Regions from separate parts of the Mus musculus genome. Here regions 2, 3 and 4 are each linked to region 1. A link is a contact called in public HiChIP or PLAC-seq and promoter capture Hi-C data. All regions are on one chromosome and are shown on one strand. Each heading gives the region's core, a stretch centred on a gene start, on an enhancer-like site or on the middle of the called end of the contact. The rest is flanking DNA. Distances are from core to core; before and after follow the strand shown. Region 1 holds the start of Scrn1 (secernin 1). Region 2 holds the start of Aqp1 (aquaporin 1). Region 3 holds the start of 6430584L05Rik (RIKEN cDNA 6430584L05 gene). Region 4 overlaps Gm34358 (a long non-coding RNA gene).

Region 1 (2,700 bases), core at 20-2,519:
TGGAATCTCCTGTTACAGTTTCTTATGGATCTTTCCAAAAGTAGTCTAAGCATTTGCAAAAGGAAGTGTATATATTTTCACACACACACACGCGCACACACACACACACACACACACACACACACACACACTGTTCTGCACCTAACCTATCCCCACTTTAGCCTTTTACTTGGTATAAGTTGGAAGTCTTGAATTAGTACACAGACAATGATCTCATCTTTAAATCTTTAAAATATGCTGGATGGAATTCCATGGTATTTATAGGCTGAATTTCATTCAATCTTTTAGTTTTTGAGACAAGGTGTTACTATGTAGCCTTGTCAGCCTCCCTAATTGTGTGTACCACCACTGTGAGGTTTGGTTCTAGTCGTTGCTGACACAAATAATATGGCCCCCCCAGAATCCTCCTGCTCATTTCACACCCGTGTCCTTTCTTCTATAAGATGAATTCCAAAAGTCCAAAAGTGGAATCAGGTGAAAGGCTACATATGTTCTTATCTTGAGAGATATTGTCATACACACACACACACACACACACACACACACACACACACACACAAACACACACACCATAGAGACTATAAAACTTTGATTTGTGTTCATCTGATAACTGGAAAATACATGTGAATCTGCTGCTGCCCGCTGCTGCTACTCTCTTCCCAGTGGACTCTTACAGCCTTTTCTTATCGAGGTAGATCGGGTCTCAGCCCCTGAGGCGTTGTTATCAAAAGCCTTGAGGTGGGCATCACCTCTTTCCCTGTCAAAAGTTTATTAACCCTGGTGTGGAATCTTGCCTTTGTTACTTGCTGCATGACCTTGGTCCACAGAGTGTGAATATGCTGCATCGTCTGGTTTATGAGCACGATCACAATCGGTTAACATTAGGGAAGGACTTTGACACATTGAATCAACCAAATGAAGAATGCATATCTCTGCAGGGAATTCTCGCCAGGCACCAAGGCTCAGACTAGCAACCACACAGTAAAATGTTGCCAGGAGAAAGCAGGACCTGGCTCCTTAAAGCTCTGGTTCCTCCCTTCGAGAGAGTTTCAACCAAGAAATAAAAATCTAGAAAGAAAGGAACCACTTTCTGTTGAGTCCCGCCCCCTCTGCTGTTCTTGGGGGCTCCTGGTGCCCTCCCCTCCCAGGCGGGGCGGGCTCTGAGGCCTCAGCTGTCAAACACAACGAGTCCTGGGGCCCAGAGCACCGGGAGGCGGAGGGTGGGTCTGCGGTCGCGTGACCAAACCAGCTGTTAGCCGGGGGCTGGAGAGCCTGGAGTCTGGGAAACCGGAGCGCCGGCGGTCTTCTGCGCTACGGATGCAGAGGCTGTAACCTAGCCGCCGCAGCGCCCCCAACTCCGCAGTCGCAGCATCAGCACCGTTGGACCCGGCTGGAGCCGGCTGCTTGGCAGGTGAGCCTCAGGCTACGCGGGGAGCGCCGGGGCGCTGGCAGCTGCTCTTCCGCTGGGAGGTCACCACATTTCCCATTACAATTCTAACGCCTCGCGAGTGTGGACCAGGGAAGGGGAGATCGGAGGTTAGGTGGCCTCGGTCTGGCCCGACTTGAGATCAGGGACTTCGGGACGAAGCTACTGCAGCCTGGTCAGAATCTGCTCCTGCTCTCCATCCCGCATCCTTCCCGCACCTCCCTTTCAGTTTATAACCGGGTGCTGCTTTTTCTGGGCGCCGAGTTGCAAGGGCGCGGGAAGTGTCTCTGAGCTTCCCCGGGCCCCTGAGCTTCCCCTGGCGGCTCCTGCGGCTCCGTCTTGCGGCTAGCAGAGAGAGCCTGGCTCCTTCCCGAGTAATGCATCCGTGGCGCCTGACTAGGCCGCTACCCTTGGTCGCCGGGCGGAGTCCCGGTATCTGTGGTTATCCCCAAGGGCCAGTGAGCTGGCACCAGACATTGCTTCGCTCCAGGCCTCACCCCTGCACACTGGAATCCGGGTGGGGTCATGGCAGGTGTCTCGACCCTTGCTATCACTCCACCTCAGTTTACCCCTATCGTCTTGCTTTTTGTTTTTTGTCCAGGCAGAATTGCTAAATAATTGCTAATTATTTAGCGACCACAGTGAGGTCTGCAGGAGGATGAAAGGAGCGCCTGAATTTTAGAAAATCGGTTGGAATTTAGGAATAAAAATGTGATCACACCCATTTGCGTTTAAGGCAACTTACTATTTTCTGTCTCCCAAGTTGACCTGGTAGGGTTCTGTTAAATAGAGGTGTATTTCTGTGTAATTGTAGCTTGTTAAGTGCTTCTTCCTGGTTTTGTGTGTGTGTGTGTGTGTGTGTGTGTGTGTGTGTGTGTGTTTACTGTGCTTCACGCCTGCCTAAATCCTCATCACTTGCTGAGTAAACCTATGCTAATTCAAAATGGCAGCATGAAAAATCAGGCCAGGCGGAACCCTAGCAGACCACAGCCAACTGCAGCTGCCCCGGGCTTGAGCTGCTGAGAGAAACAGCAGGAGGAAAAGGCTCTGCTGTGTATAGGCAGGGAGTGTACTTGGAGCTGGTTAAAGCTGAGTGAAGTTGCAGTGCCTTGGGGAGCAAGTGGGAAGTTTAGGGAGCTACAGCTGGTTTCCCTAACTTGTCAAAAGCCTAACTGAAACTCTAATTTGGTCTGATTTTCTTTAGACCCATTTAAAGTCAACTGTGCAGAATACAACTGTGCACAGCTTACATACTTTTGTACCTTACGAGTGGC
Region 2 (2,700 bases), core at 145-2,644, 770 kb before region 1:
TGCCAGCGTCTGCTTATCATTAAAGCCAGGAACAATGGGTACAAGTGCTTACACACTCTCCAACAACACAGCATCAACGTGAAAATAGCTTACACAAGTTCAGGACCCAAGCAGACACTCACACACCTTCGCTTCCACCTCCGCACACAACAAGCCAGCATGCCCCACGGTTCAGTGGCCAGGGACTGCTGAGCTGAGCCCTTCTCCTGAACTGGTATCTAGAAAACTCTCCCAAAGCTCCAGAGAGAGTATTGTTCTCTCAACTTTGTCTAATTATTGGGGGTAGAGGGAGGAAAGGGGGCTGTCTCCTGACTTTCTGAGGAAGTTGATTTGGGGACCTGGCTAAGGATTAGAAGCCGATTAGAAGCCCAGGCAACTTATCAAGAGAGTCACACTCAGACACTTGCAGAAGTGGCTTTAAACACACTGGGTAGCTGGAGAAAATGTACTCGGGACAGTAGGTAGAGGTTGCCTAGTGCACGGGACTGCAAAGGGGGAAGGTGACTGCTCAGGTAGCTCAGAAGAGGGGAGGAACTGCTGGCATGCACCTAGCTGCCCCTCCAGCTCATTCCTGGCAGTAGCTACTCTGCAGGGGACTTTGGCACAACCATATTGTCTAGCTCCTCCATTCTCACAGCACCAACCAGCAAAGAGACCATGCAGTACAACTGAGTTCTAGCCCCAGTTCTCAGCATGACTCCAGAAACCTTCATCCTTCTCTCTGTTCTTCAGTATCCCCCTTGTACAGTAGGCAAATGGAGCCAGCTCCCTCTCTGTCTTCTCCTACAGACACCCTAAGCCTAAGATACCCCACTCACGTCATTGCGGCCAAGTGAATTGTCGACTAGGGAGGAGGTGATGCCCGAGAGAATGGCCGTGGCGACGATGGCTCCCACACACTGGGCGATGATGTACATGACAGCCCGGAGGATGCTGATCTGACAGCTGAGCAGGAGCCCCAGTGTGACCGCAGGGTTGAGGTGAGCACCGCTGATGTGACCCACACTTTGGGCCAGAGTAGCGATGCTCAAACCAAAGGCCAGCGACACCTTCACGTTGTCCTGGACCAGCGTCTGGTTTCTCTCCAGTGGGTAATTGAAGCCTAGGGCAGAACCAATGCTGATGAAGACGAAGAGGGTCATGGCCAGGAACTCAGCCACCACAGCCCTCCAGAAGAGCTTCTTCTTGATTTCACTGGCCATGCTGGCAGGGACCTCGACTTAACCGCTGGATGCCTGGTGCTCAACTCCCTCCAAGAGCTGAGCCACAGCCTGGGCTGGGCCTATTTATAGGGCTGGGTGGGGGGAGCACAAAGGGAGGAAGGCCTCTCCTTGCTCCTGGCCCGCCCCACACCACACGAGCCTCCTCGCTGCGATGGATGCAGACAGGGCTCTGCTGTCTGCCTGCCAACTTTTTCCTTCCTCCTCTCCCCCTCCTGCCCTCCCTTGCTCCCTCCACCCGCCTCAGCCCTCGGCCCTGCCCAGCGTAAGGAGGCAGGAGGCAACCGTTGCTCTAATAGGCTTTGGGAAATTCTTCCAAGCTGGCTCTTCTCAGGGGGCCAGAGAAATCCAGGTGTCCCCGCCCAGCCTGCAAAGCTCAAGGGTGCCTGAGGGCAGAGGCTGGCACTCTAGAAGGGGTGGGGAATAGGGGTTGTCTGGACTCCCCAGACGGACATTGCCCTCCCTGGAGGTGGCACCAGAAATTGCCTGCCTGTCCCATCCCACTCTGAGCAGAGTTAGTAATCTGAAGTTCTCAGGCTGAGAAATCTGTGGGCCAGTCTGGCCTCCAATGTCCTGGCCTGGGCCAAGCAGCTGCATGTCACTTTGGGGATGTGTCCTCGCCCCCCGGGCCTCATTGATGGGAGTAGAGAAGCTTTCTGGGAGCCACCTATCATTCTTTAGACAATGGCAGACCTTAGCCAAGCAAGGTTGCTGGAAAACTCCCCCAATTCCTCAAACTTAAAACAATTTGAGGCCATGATTTGAGAGGGGGTGGGGAAGATAATGTTGCTTAGGCTTTTTTTTTTTCTCTAATAGATAAAGTAGCTAGCAGGTCACTGAAGAGATGGAAGGAATGACAGCTGGACCTGAAAAGGAGCGAATGGGAGACATGGGCTGGGGCTAAGAGACAGATGCAGTGATGGGATGATAGGCAGAGCAACAGGAAGCATTATCCGAGTGATGGTGGAAAGTGGAAGAGGTTTCCAGCCTTGCAGGAGACAGCGGCCAGGCTATGGATGTGCTCACGCATACAATATTCAACTGGGCACTGGATTCAGTCACTAGCATCACAGGAAAAAACAGCACGTCAGAAACAGGAAGAGACAAACGGAGCAGAGGAGACATAGGCCGGACAAGAATCTAGATAGAGAAAGAGGAGAGAGGAAGGTAAGGGAGACCAGAGGCACTTTCCAACACCAGGAGGGGTGGAGAGGAGGTGGGGGCAGACAAAGCACCCACCATGTTTCCTGTGTACCCCCAAAATCCCGAGTAAAGGACCAGAGAACTGGTCGGTCACTTGCCTACTGTTTGAGTGTGCTGGAAGGTATACCAGGCCCATAGGGAGGCTCTCTCTGTGGCCACAAGGTAGGACCTGTTATGATTGGTCCCTCTCTTTCCATCTTAGTCCTTATCAGAATCATTGGCTTCTTACCCATCAGAGGTGGAAAAACAACACTCACTGAGAAAGAAGAAATGTCTT
Region 3 (2,700 bases), core at 99-2,598, 830 kb before region 1:
TCCCCATGTTCTTGGGCACCTAGAACTGTGAGTTAATCTCATGCCTGGTTTTTACGAATTACTCAACTTCAAGCATTTTGTCCTAGCAACACAAAACAGTTGAAGACAGACATCTGCTATGGATCATGACTAGGACCCACTCCATCTGTGGATATGGCTGTAAGTGAAGCAGAGGGAAGACTGGCCATATAAATGGAATGCTTCGATAATGTATAGCTGGTCCTTGCTGTATAGGACTTCCTGGCTGGCTAGCTCCAGAGCTGACACTTACTGCACGTTCACAGACATTCTGGACCATTTGAGAGGCTTGACACACAGTGCTCAGCCAAATGAGAGGACACTCTGCTTTTTTGTTCCAGGTGTCCTACTTTAAAAACAAATGTCACGTCAGGGAGGTGATAAGGTTTATTTTGTCCCTATTTGTTACATGGGCTGTGAAGGACAAGAGAGTCTCAGTTTAGGGTCTGCATGGAGTCTGATGCAGCATGATGTGACTTACACACGGAAAACTGTGACAAGAGGATGGGTTAGGACATCACCCTGGTTAGAATGATTTGGATGATCCTTATTGGTTGGCTGGAAGAACTGGGTGACCCTTTGTGGGACATCTTATAGGACAATCACAGACGCAAGCTTGAGCTTCAGGGAACTACTTGGTGGTGTCCCTATAGGAGGAATGCCTACTGAGCTTTCCCCGGGCCCCACACGGCATCTTTGCTCCCCATCCAACTACCTTCTACATGGAGTTTCCTGTGCTCTAGCACCACAGAGACTAGCTTTGAGCCTTCATATGCAGACATGATCATGGAGAGACACACAGAATTTTGCCTCTGCCTTCTTGCCAGCCCCTTTTTCCGACTTTCTCCTTTCAAGCCATCCCCACAGCTGCATTGACAGCTCGACCACCCATTTCACATGCCCTTCTTCTCCTGTGTCCCCCAGACAGGCCTAGGTCTGAAGATCTTATCCCTGACTGTAGCATCCCTGGGCACAGCCTGCCTGAGGGTGGCCAAACACAGATGGCTATGGAGCCCAGGCTCCATATTCCTCATTCCTATGGGCTTGAGTAAGGGGCTTCCAAGGGGGTGTAGGCAATGGGCAGAGCTGTGGCTTGGCCCATCTGGTCTGTGCTGAGCCCTTGATGAGGAAAAACTGGTTTCAGAGCTACCGCACAGCAAGGCTGCTGGCTGAGCCACTGAAGGCCTTCTGTGAGGACATGAGAAGCCCTCAAATTCCACCCAGACTGCTCCTGTCTGCTTACCTCACATCATGATATCCAAGGCCACTGGATGTCTGGGAGGGCCCTCTGTGAAGGCCATCTGTCCAGCAAGAGACCAGAGCTACACATACCAGAGCCACGCCCAGCAGAGCTGTGGACCATGCCGGTGCCATGGCGATGCCATCTCGGCCAGCCTTTCCCAGCCCGGTAACCATGGGAATGTACTCAGGGCTGCGGCTGCTTATGCAATGCCTCTGAGGGAGGGAGGCTCGCGGACCCACCTACTTGCTGCAGGGAAGCCAGAGCCCCAAAAGAATCTGTGAACACGTATGCTACCCACCTGCTTCTCCTCACTGAGAGGCAGGGAGAGCGCCACACATTCTCATCACGTATCATGTAACAACACACTACCTGGGTTAGAATGACCTCGAGGGGAAGAGAGGACAAGAAAGAGAAAGTAGGGGCAGGGGGAAATTCTAACTAGGAAGATGTTGGCTGTCTGCATGCAGAAAGGCTCCAGCCACTCTGGCAGCCCCAGGACCCAGATGTTTGTATTATTGAGGCAGCACAGCTGCTGTGTGTGCTATTCTGGTTTCATTGCCCTGAATCTGGGAACTGGAGCCTCCTAGAGGGAAGAATGGAGAGCTGAGATGAGCGTAAGCTTGCGAGCCAGCCAGAAAGAGCACTGTCCACAGGAAGAGGTTCATACACATGAGTGAGCCAATCAGAGCTGACTGAAAAAATAAATCCAACCCTGCTGCTTCTTGTTATGTTCCAACACCACATAAGGGCTCCAGGCGTGGGGCCTCTGGGAGCCCCTGAAGCCACAGGCTAAAGGCATCACAGGCTTCTAGACACAAGCTTCAAGACACAGGCTTCCTATAGCAATTGCAGCTCTCCCGGGTCCTCTCCATCCTGGCCCTATCTCTCTCTTTGCTATCCCTCCCATGTTGAGTCCCACCTCTTGAGATTCCTGGACCTCTGAAGGTGCCCCAGAGTTCAGGAGACTCTGGCCCAAGTTCTCCTAGTCCCTCAAGCCCCAACCTTCACCTTGGCTGACAGAAATGCCCAGACAAATGGTCAGTACCCTACTAGTCTTCTCTCTCCTTGTCTCCACAATGCCCCCAACTCCCCGCAGTCTCTTCTTTTGCTTTATCAGGACCCCAGGACCCAGCTGCATGCACAGAGCCTCCTCTCCTCCCAGGGTTCCTCCTCAGCTTGCTACTCCACCCTGACACTAAACCTCCCAGGTCCACGTCCCATTCAGTCTGCATCCTTCCCCTCAGCTCCATGCCCACTGCATATGCTCTCTTGCAAATAGAGCCAAGTCTCTTATGTCTTGTCTCCGAGAAAGGCTAACCCTGCCTTCTCTAGTTGAGGTTCCCAGATTATTAATACTGACTGGTCATCAGTCACCCATGTGCCCTCCTCTCCTATTTTTTACCCTCCAGTTACTATACTTTCCCATCTCTATATGCTCC
Region 4 (2,700 bases), core at 96-2,595, 590 kb before region 1:
TCATTTACATATGGATGCACAGTTGCCAATGTGGCTGTCAGCCAGTTGTCAGGGTGACTATTAGCCACCCATTTGGCTCCGTTAGAGCTTTTGTTAGAAGTTCAAGATGGAGTTGGTGCTGTCAAAGCATGATCTCATTAATCATAATTAGAATACCAATTTGCTCCGTATCACAAGAACCACATCACAGCAAAGGACATGTCTCAAGGCTTCTACAACCCTGTGTTAGTCAACTGGCGGCCGTGGACTGTCTAGACCTGGAATAGAAAGGAAGTGGACTCTCTCAGCAAAGCAGCTGACCTTCCATAAAACAATGCACAGGACTAGAGGGAAGCAGGTGTGAGGAGTGCCCAGTATGGCTGAAGAGTGTCTCTATGAAGTGACCTTTGAAGAAGGAGAGGGGAAAAGAAGCGCAAGAAGTGTCCAGTGAGGGGCTGGTGAGATGGCTCAGCAGGTAAGAGCACCCAACTGCTCTTCCGAAGGTCCTGAGTTCAAATCCTAGCAAACACAAGGTGACTCACAACCATCCATAAGGAGATCTGACTCCCTCTTCTGGAGTGTCTGAAGACAGCTACAGTGTACTTACATATAATAAATAAATAATTCTTTAAAGATGGGAGGTAATCTTTTTTAAAAAGAAGTGTCTAGTGAAGTATCTTTGAGAGAATGGCCAGTGCCAGAGCCCTGGGGTCACTGAAATAGCATCTGGCAGATTAATGCCTGGGAGGAGAATGAAGGGGGCGGGGGTTAGGGGGACATAGGATGTGTTCATGCACAGCTCTATATATCGCTGCAAGGCCCATCATCTTACTCTGGGAAAGTTAGGAGGCACTGAAGACACTTCAGCTGAGGGATGACATGGTCATGACATCAAGTGACTAGAAAGCTGCATCCCCAGGGGTACTGCTCCTCGGTGGGCAACTGACCATCAGGTCTTTCACCCCCTACTCCCATCCAACCCAAGCCTGCAGGCAGAGGGGCCCATCATCTCTTCTATCTGAGGCAAGAGAAGCAGGAGCAACAGAGGAGGGGAGGAGTGGGAGAGAACCACTGGGCTCAGCCTGGCCCTTGGGTGATTTATTGGGCACATGATGGTAGAGGAACCTAGGCACTCGCTAGAGAGGCAGAAGCTTCCTCTGGTCCCAGCCTGGCTCAAAGGGCTTTAGAAGTAATACCCCCAAATAATTAAAAAGAGATTTGCTGTCCCACCTCTCGGCCTCTGGAGAGGGATATTCATCAGCAAATGAATTAAAACCAAATCTAACAATTTACATGACTCAAGCTACAGGCCAGGGAGCTGCCAGAAAACTGGATGCTATGGTTATGCTAATGCAGCATAGCCCTGCCCTGGACATCCTCCCTGCACTGGGGCAGGCCCTGGCTCCACTCCCTGCTCCTCAGCTTCAGCTCACCCAGGCAGTGGAGGCAGAAGAGATTAGCCAAGAATTAGGCCCCAGCCATTGCCCACAGCTGAGATGAGCTGCAGGGAGAGTAGTGGCCTACTGGGACTCCTCTGTCTTTCCAGCTTTCCTGACCTGCTGATTTACCTCTCAGAGCCTCAGTTTACCATTTACAAAACTGGAAGATGATTTTGGCAGATTTGCACTGCAGCAAAATGTACTGGCACTCAGCGGGTTGAAATGACAGGGCTTCAATAGGGGAAAAAATGGCTATGCAAATTAAAGGTAGAGCTACATTATACAACCTAAAAATATCCACAGATTCCAGCTGAGCCCTGCATCCGTGCAGCGGGGAAACTGTAATCGAAGACTCACATTTATTGTCCTTTGTTAATATTTTCCTTAGGAAGCCTTTTGGGAAGATCCTTTTGGTAAGGCCTGTGAGAGGCCTTGGATGTTGCGTTCCCTTCTTCTCCGGGCCCGCACATGAACAGGGTACCACCGCCACTACCTTATGTGTAAAAGGAGCCAGGAGATAAATTGGGGCCTCAAAGATCATGGGTACAGCACCCTGATCTCACCTGCCTGCTTGTTGGCTAGTAGGGACAGATTAACCTGCTGTGAAGCCACAGGTCAAACCTTGCCAACAACAATGTGCCCCATAGTGTCCTGGCAGAGGTATAAAAATATGGAGTCAAAAGTGTGTATGTGTGTGTGTGTGATCCCAGGGCAAGGACACAGCTAACACAAAGGCTCCAGGGTTTCTTCAACCTCCCAACCCAGTAGCCCAAACCATCTTTTACTCTTTTACCCTCGATTTATAGTGACGAGTGCCCAGGCAAACAGGACCACTAGGATCCCCAGGTCAGCATGACAACATAGACTGGTATTGGTTTAGGCCTTCTGAGACCAGATGCTGCAAAGGAATATATATATGTTTATCCCCTTCTTATGTGCTTGCAGAGATAGAATTTTCTAGACTCCCATGCTGCATGGCCCCAAGAGATCTTGAGCCTTGATCAGATAGAAAGATCAGATAGATAAAGGCACGTGCCACCACCACCTTGCTTAGCCTTATAATATTCTTGCTCAGTCTAGTCACAAAGAAGTACCAGACTGCTCCAAATGGTGGGAGTTTCTCCAGGACAACCCTTTCAGCCGAATAAAAGCATTGGTCACAGCAGAGATAGAATAAACCCCAGCTTCCTGTCTGGGGAAAGATTATCAGAGTCTCATTAGCCGACAAGAGTAGGCTGTATCGATCACAGCTGTCAATCATGAAATGCCATACTAAGTACCA

What was found. Promoter capture Hi-C pulls out the DNA fragments that hold promoters and counts their contacts. HiChIP or PLAC-seq counts read pairs in DNA pulled down with a chosen protein or histone mark.
Region 2: a contact with region 1 is called in an HNF4G HiChIP or PLAC-seq map of pancreatic cancer cells. The contact joins the promoter of Aqp1 here to the promoter of Scrn1 in region 1. A contact is called at or near these places in 1 of 39 promoter capture datasets (pre-B cells) and 1 of 115 datasets of contacts at active chromatin or transcription factors (pancreatic cancer cells).
Region 3: a contact with region 1 is called in a promoter capture Hi-C map of pre-B cells, with 8 times the contacts expected there. The contact joins the promoter of 6430584L05Rik here to the promoter of Scrn1 in region 1. A contact is called at or near these places in 6 of 39 promoter capture datasets (the 3T3-L1 cell line, the C10 cell line, hematopoietic stem and progenitor cells and 3 more).
Region 4: a contact with region 1 is called in a promoter capture Hi-C map of embryonic stem cells, with 6 times the contacts expected there. The contact joins the enhancer-like site here to the promoter of Scrn1 in region 1. A contact is called at or near these places in 14 of 39 promoter capture datasets (the 3T3-L1 cell line, 3T3-L1-derived adipocytes, the HPC-7 cell line and 8 more), 4 of 484 Hi-C or Micro-C datasets (the HPC-7 cell line, bone marrow-derived macrophages, embryonic retina and 1 more), 8 of 115 datasets of contacts at active chromatin or transcription factors (astrocytes, embryonic basal ganglia, embryonic forebrain and 3 more) and 1 of 9 other capture datasets (macrophages).

What each region holds. Positions count from the first base shown.
Region 1 is chr6:54,564,951-54,567,650 of GRCm38.p6, reverse strand. Scrn1 (secernin 1) reads left to right here and starts at 1,269. Exons shown (of 8, transcript NM_027268.2): 1 at 1,269-1,411.
Region 2 is chr6:55,334,993-55,337,692 of GRCm38.p6, reverse strand. It overlaps Aqp1 (aquaporin 1), which reads right to left and starts at 1,394. Exons shown (of 4, transcript NM_007472.2): 1 at 819-1,394. The coding sequence starts at 1,202.
Region 3 is chr6:55,395,535-55,398,234 of GRCm38.p6, reverse strand. It overlaps 6430584L05Rik (RIKEN cDNA 6430584L05 gene), which reads right to left and starts at 1,348. Exons shown (of 4, transcript NR_046179.1): 1 at 1,262-1,348.
Region 4 is chr6:55,158,111-55,160,810 of GRCm38.p6, reverse strand. The region is part of intron 1 of Gm34358 (a long non-coding RNA gene); the gene reads right to left. Among named protein-coding and RNA genes, the nearest start is that of Gm34358, 5.0 kb to the right of the region's middle. Within about 2 kb of position 1,345, at least 9 of the 459 cell types and tissues checked have an H3K27ac peak or open chromatin away from gene starts, as enhancers often do. A contact at or near this core is called in embryonic stem cells, where this site is marked.